Linked DNA regions of Sus scrofa: region 2 is linked to region 1. A link is a contact called in public Hi-C data. All regions are on one chromosome and are shown on one strand. Each heading gives the region's core, a stretch centred on a gene start, on an enhancer-like site or on the middle of the called end of the contact. The rest is flanking DNA. Distances are from core to core; before and after follow the strand shown. Region 1 overlaps SMYD2 (SET and MYND domain containing 2). Region 2 has its middle 58 kb from the start of SMYD2.

The links. Hi-C and Micro-C count contacts between places; a contact is called where the count stands out from the background.
Region 2: a contact with region 1 is called in a Hi-C map of liver, with 5 times the contacts expected there. The contact joins two enhancer-like sites. A contact is called at or near these places in 1 of 5 promoter capture datasets (liver), 24 of 47 Hi-C or Micro-C datasets (embryonic fibroblasts, epiblast stem cells, fetal heart ventricle and 13 more) and 1 of 2 datasets of contacts at active chromatin or transcription factors (skeletal muscle).

What each region holds. Positions count from the first base shown.
Region 1 is chr9:129,275,235-129,278,639 of Sscrofa11.1, forward strand. SMYD2 (SET and MYND domain containing 2) reads right to left here. Exons shown (of 12, transcript NM_001160091.1): 6 at 936-1,003. Among named protein-coding and RNA genes, the nearest start is that of SMYD2, 39 kb to the right of the region's middle. Within about 2 kb of position 1,852, at least 1 of the 83 cell types and tissues checked has an H3K27ac peak or open chromatin away from gene starts, as enhancers often do. A contact at or near this core is called in liver, where this site is marked.
Region 2 is chr9:129,372,925-129,376,329 of Sscrofa11.1, forward strand. No RefSeq gene overlaps it. Among named protein-coding and RNA genes, the nearest start is that of SMYD2, 58 kb to the left of the region's middle. Within about 2 kb of position 1,482, at least 7 of the 83 cell types and tissues checked have an H3K27ac peak or open chromatin away from gene starts, as enhancers often do. A contact at or near this core is called in liver, where this site is marked.

The DNA of each region.
Region 1 (3,405 bases), core at 602-3,101:
AGGACAGATTCAGACAGGGCGTGCAGGAAGGGCTTCTCTGCTCCATCTGGGAAGTCTGGGCTGGGTGGCAGGGGACTGAGGCGTCGCGAGACTACCCCTTCCATCAAAGAGACAATGGCAAAGCTGCTCCTGGCATTCCATTAGTCAGAGCTATAACCATCTCCGCTGTCAACTGGCTAACTTTTTTTTTTTTTTTTTTTTGTCTTTTTAGGGCCGCACCTGCGGCATACGGAGGTTCCCAGGCTAGGGGTCGAATCACAGCTGTAGCCCACGGCCTACACCACAGCCACAGCAATGCCGGAACTTAACCCACTGAGTGAGTCCTCATGGTTCCCAGTCGGATTCGTTTCTGCTGAGCCATGACAGGACTCCGTTTTAAAAAAAAATTTTTTTAACCTTTCTTCAATTAGTGTATTCCCGAGTGAAGAAAACTCCCACCGTTCTTTGATATTCTTCCCCAGTTCACCACTTCAGCATATTTTACCCCCCAAACTGTGTTGTTTCTATACCGGTATTTTTCAAAAAGGACAGATGGAGAAGCAGCTCATAGAGTGTAAGTCCACAGCCAATTCTTGGTTGGCGATTAACGTTTCACTCGGAGTGTAAGAAACCCAAAGACTTCCAGGACCACAGATACGCAAAGAAGCAAATTTCTCAGCAGGGCCTGGGCTGCTCCTTCTATGCATACTCTAAAATACCCTTTCATAACAGCTCCCTACCTAGCAGGACTTAAGCAACTGTTCTCTTAACTAGGACCTTCAGATCCTTAAATGCAGGGGAAATATTTTGAAATCTGGGAGAATTTATAAAAGAGGACTTAATTCACTTGGAGATTCATGTCTGCCACATGCAGTGAGGGAGGTTATTTCAAAATCACACACACAAAAATTCAAATTAGTGTTAAGTAAAAAGAAAAGAAGTCAGACTCAGCCTACTCAGGAAATATTGCTGATCCCAAATGAGAAAGCTCCTCGTCTTCAATTGTGAAGCCGTTACAGTTCACCTGCACAGAGAAAGCGGGGAGAGGGAGGGGAAAAAAAAAATGAGCTCATGCTTCTCCCTGGAGAGAAATCACTGCTTTACTTTTGAACTTTACCAAATTAACTAGGAAGACGTTCTGGTTTAGCGATTTGAAACCCTTCCTTTTGGCCAAGGTCTCCTATGTTCGAACCCAACTCACCCATCGGTCTCCTGTATAAACAAATATCAGAAGAGCCTTCAGGGCTGAAGCATCCTTAGTCTAGGATGCCCTGAGATCACAATGGACCCCTAAGGCTCCAAGGATGGCGTCTGCAGATCAGCCTGGGAGCGAGGACACTTGCGCTCTAATGCCAGTTATGCCCGAGACCTTGAGCCCAGCCCTGTGTCCCTCTGCCCTTGGTTTTCTTCCATTAAAGAAGAAGTCACCTAATCCAGTACCCAGCTCATAAGGTGAGGTGGCTGATATGAAAGCCTTTACACAGCTAAGCCAACAGCTGTCCATCCCCTTGAGGCAGGGGGGCAAGGCCCTGAAGCTAAGGGGCTGGGAACTTCCTTTCATGTCTCAGCCACATCAACCACTGGCCACTTTCTCATCGCTGAAAAGAAACAGTACGCTGAGAAACACCAAGGGCAGCTCTCGCTGGCCGGGAAGTCTAACTTAGAGCTGGTAGGCCGAAAACGAGGACTCCACACGCCCAATTTTAGGTTGTTCCATAAACTCATTCTTTCCACATTCAGTGGGGACGCTTCCATGCTGGGCACCATGCACAGGAGGAGAGACAGGCCAAAGGCGGTGCCCTCCGGGATACCCAGTCTGTTGGGAGACAGTTTGCTGCGTGTCATTCATTTGTGTCCAAACCTTCACAGCTGGAAGGGGACTCTGTCTCTTTACTTTTCAGATGATGAAACGGAGGTCACAGAGGGGCAGTGACTTGCCCAAAGCCAGCGGCGAAGGCTCAGAGCCCGGCTCATCCCCCGCTGCGTGAGGCTGTCTGTGAAGCTATGAAGCAGACCTGCGGAAGCCCATGGGCCGCCACCAGGCTCTTCCACACCAGACACACCACGTAGGTGCATTTCAGGCCAGCGGATGGGCTTTTTAACACTAGCATCTGCTGACCACTCACTCTGTGCTAGGCACCTGGGTGCTGCGTATTTACCCTCTCATAAACCTGTGACTCTGGCATAACCCATTTTACAGATGTGAAAACTGAGGCTCAAGGTGATCTCTGATTAAGTAACTCACTCAAGGCCATATAACTAATAAAGGGCAGAACAGGAGTCAAAATTCAAACTACACAACCCAATAGCAAAGCCTTCAGAAACACAGAAAGTGTCTCTTACATTACACTATATTTCTTCTAAAATTGTTCTACCCCTGATTCTTTTTTTTTTTTCCTGGCTACACCCATGGCATATGAAAGTTCCCAGGCCAGGAACTACATCTGAGTCACAGCTGTGACCTATGCCAGGCCTGGCCAGGGATCGAACCTGCATCTCTGCAGTGACCTGAGCCATTGCAGTGGGATTCTTAACCCACTGTGCCACAAGAGGAACTCCTGATCTCTGATTCTTACTGGGGCAATTTTACTTAGAATTCAGAGCCACTGTCGAAGGCTTGAAAATCTTGGTATAAGAAGAGCAAAAGATTTGATGGGTTTGTGTGACTTGCAGTTTTTATAATTTAAAACAATTTTTTTTTTTTTTGCTCTTTTAGGGCCACTCTTGCGGCATATGGAGGTTCCCAGTCTAGGAGTCCAATCGGAACTGCAGCCACCAGCCTATGCCACAGCCACAGCAATGCAGGATCCAAGCCTACACCACAGCTCACGGCAACGCCAGATCCTTAACCCATTGAGCAAGGCCAGGGATCGAACCTGAATCCTCATGGTTGCTAGTTGGGTGCGCTAACCAGTGAGCCAGAACAGGAACTCCAGTTTTTATAATTAAACACATTTACAATCAGTGTATACAATTCTCAACCTAAAAAGAGATGACTGCAGTTTAGTAGAACAATATGTAGGCTTTGAAATCCTGAGGTGTTGGGCATTTTTATGCAGAAGACTTATCACACTTTTTTTTTTTTTGTCTTTTGTTGTTGTTGTTGTTGTTGTTGTTGTTGCTATTTCTTGGGCCGCTCCCACGTCATGTGGAGGTTCCCAGGCTAGGGGTCGAATCGGAGCTGTAGCCATCAGCCTACGCCAGAGCCACAGCAACGCAGGATCCGAGCCGCGTCTGCAAACTACACCACAGCTCACGGCAACGCCGGATCGTTAACCCACTGAGCAAGGGCAGGGACCGAACCTGCAACCTCATGGTTCCTAGTCGGATTCGTTAACCACTGCGCCACGACGGGAACTCCCCTTATCACACTATTTTTTGTGCCAACTTCAGGTCCTCTAACCTATTCTGCCATTAGGACGTCAA
Region 2 (3,405 bases), core at 232-2,731, 97 kb after region 1:
CCATCTTAATCCCATCTCTAGGAGGTGTTTAAAGATACGGAGCTGGGTGACTGCACCCGAGTGTGGGTAGCGGAGGAAACGGAGTCTCTGAGCCAAGGCCGTGCAAACATGTTTCTAAGTGTTGTCAACTTGCTCTTGAAAGAGGTTTGCCAATTTACACTTATCAATACCTCGGGAGACGGCTGCTCTCAAAAGCAAGCTATTTAAGTGTGACCTTTATTTAACTGTAAATGAAACGGAGCCAATTTCCAATGTTTTATTGGCTGTTTTCTCTTTTTTAAAAAGATCCTGTGAACTGCATGCCTTTGGCCATATTACTGACTTGAGACGTGTTACTGAAATATACATTTTATTAATTTATGAAGTTATAGCATATCTGTATTTAAGAATATTCATCCTTTGTCATATGTTTTGCAGCTTTTTACTTTTTCTTTTGATGTTTAAAACACTCTTTGGGAGTTCCTGTCGTGGCGCAGTGGTTAACGAATCCGACTAGGAACCATGAGGTTGCGGGTTCGGTCCCTGCCCTTGCTCAGTGGGTTAACGATCGGCGTCGCCGTGACCTGTGGTGTAGGTTGCAGACGCGGCTCGGATCCCGCGTTGTGTGGCTCTGGCGTAGGCCGGTGGCTACAGCTCCGATTCAACCCCTAGCCTTGGAACATCCATATGCTGCAGGAGCGGCCCAAGAAATAACAACAACAACAACAAAAAAACAAAAAAACTCTTTGCATTTCAGTAGCGTAAAATTTTTACATAATCAAGTTTAATAATATACTTTAGAGTTTCTGAGTTTTGCTTTTTTTTTAATATTTAGAGAGGTCTTTTATCATCTAAGATGACAATCGAATTCCCTCAGGTTTCTTTTAATGCTTTTAAAGTTTCCAGGATATCTTTGGTTTCTCCTAATTGCTGGCCGAGCTGCTCAGGAAATGAATCCACAGAACTAGCTTTCCTAGCCCATTTTGCAACAGCTGGCTGCTGGGGAATCAGGCAATAAATAGTGGCTGGCAAGCTTTGGATGGAACCCAGAGCCCGGCACCCACAGGTGCTTAATACACCTTGTTGAAGACTCGCCCTGCGAGCTTTTGTCTTAACGCCACAGCAGCGCAGCTCTTCAGATGCTGCCAAGTACTTTCCAGACGTTATCGCTTGCACAGTCCCAAGATTTCCTGCAGTAGAACGAGGTTGAGACCAAGGCCGGGGGTGGCTTGGTCAGCACTGACCGGAGCTGGACGACAGCTTTATAGAGGAAACTGTTGGGGCGGTCCCTCCTCATGGTACTGGGACTCGGTGACTGGAGACTTTCAGTTGGTTACAGTTTCTCTTGGGGAGCCAGCTCGCTTCGAGGAAGAATTTGTTACTTTAAACGAACCATATTGTAGGCAAAATTCATTTTGTGGCACAAACTGGGAACTACCTGGGTGTCCCGCTGTGGTTTCCAGGTCCTTTTCTGGTCACGTTCTGCCATCTACCGGCCACAAGTCAAATTACTCCGGAGTTCCTTGAGATGATGCCTCTTAAGGAAGGTCCTATACCTGTACCTTCGCTTATCTGAGATGCAGTTTCCCCAACAGGTTGTGCTGTAATTCACGAGGACCCAAGATGTATTTCTCCGCAAATCACTGTTACCTGAGCAATCTTTTTTTCTCCCTTTGTCTGAGAGGTAATATTTGAATTCTGACCATCTGGGTTTAAATCTTAGTTCAGCGATTTGTTGTCTATGTGACCATAGGCAAGAAACTCAACTTCTGGAAGCCTCAGCTTCCTCATTTGTCACGTGGGCATACTGCTAGATCCTGTTTTGGCTCAGACAACAGGAGTTCTCAAATGTAAAACACAGAGTTTCTGGGACTCCGAAACTCTAGATAAATGGCTGTCATTTGCTTGAAATCTGCACAGGTTTAGGCAGGCATTGGAACACAGTGAATTTCATAAATTAGTGGATTTTTAAAGTTAAAAAACATTTTTATTTTTGTCTCGCCGGTGGCATGTGGACGTCCTTAGGGCAAGGACTGAACCTGAGCTACAGAAGCGATCAGAGCAAGAGCAGTGACAATGCTGGATCCTTAGCCTGCTAAACCAGCAGGGAGCTCCATAGAAATTAGTTATTATTACTAACCTATGCCCAATGTTTGTATTGGAATTGTGTTTCCAGACTATTTCCATTTTAACTCTTGAGACTCAGCTCAAAAGCTGCAGCTTCATACCTCCTTCTGGAATAATCCATCTTCCCTCTGAGCTCCCATAGCACAGTATCTAGATCTCTCTTGGACTGATGGCTTTCATTTTGGAAAGACCTGCCTGTATCCCTGAGGGAAAGAGCCAGTCTGATTCATCTTACAATACAATGTAATTTAGCAACTACTCAATAACTATTTGTTGAGAGGATGAGTGAATAATCTACTTTGATTCCCCTCAGCAACAGCAGATAGGAATTGCACCCATTCTACAGATGAGGAACTGACTTTGGAGGCAGAGGCTGTTTAAACTCCCCTTACCAGCTTTGCAGCCTTCATTCACCTCTCTGCATGTGTCTCCTCATCTAAAAAATGGGAATGATAATATATTCCTTTCAGAATTATTATGAGGATGTAAAGCCTGGAGCTTAGTACAGTACCTGTTATTATCATGAAACATACATTGTCCTGTTCTCAGGGGAAGTGTGGTCTAGTCCGGAGCTCTGAGGTCAAAATAACAGTCATCACGATAATGATTCTGGAACAAGCAATGCCTTTGCACGTCAGACAGGAGAGTAAAGTAGAGAGAGAATCATCCCACCCAAATTCCATTACATCTGTTCAGTTTTCTTCAATGTACATTTATTAAGTGTCTACCGTGCCCCAGGCTGCATTATCAGGGTAGTTCAATTCACAGGTTCTGGAGTCAGAGAGATCTGGGCTTCTGTCCCATCTGTGCCACTTACTGAAGTGTGACTTGGGGCAGTTACTTAACAAACACTCAGAGTTTGTCCCTGAATGTCCTCGGTTATAGAATGAGGTTAATAGCACCTGCCTCACAGGTTGCTGTGAGGAATGAATGAAGGTGGTAGCAAGTCGCTGGCACATTGTAAGGGCTGAAGCAAGTACAGTTGCTGTCACCACCTCCATCACCAGCAGCCATGGTATAGCGTCAGGGATTAAAAAAAAAGAAAAAAAAATATGACACATTTCCTGCCTCCAAGCACCTCCCAGTTCCGTCCGTCCTGGGCCCATTTCTGATCTTGGAAGCCTTTTGTATGTGATCCAGACAGAGTACTGCCTCTTTGCCTAGAGTGAGAGTAACATTTTTCTTGGGAACTTTACTCTCCCCTAATGACACCCACTTTGAGAACGTGTTTCCCTAGAGGCCCATGAACTTGGGACAGAAGTCTGAGGGTTTTACAGGACTGAAACTTACCTGATTGGG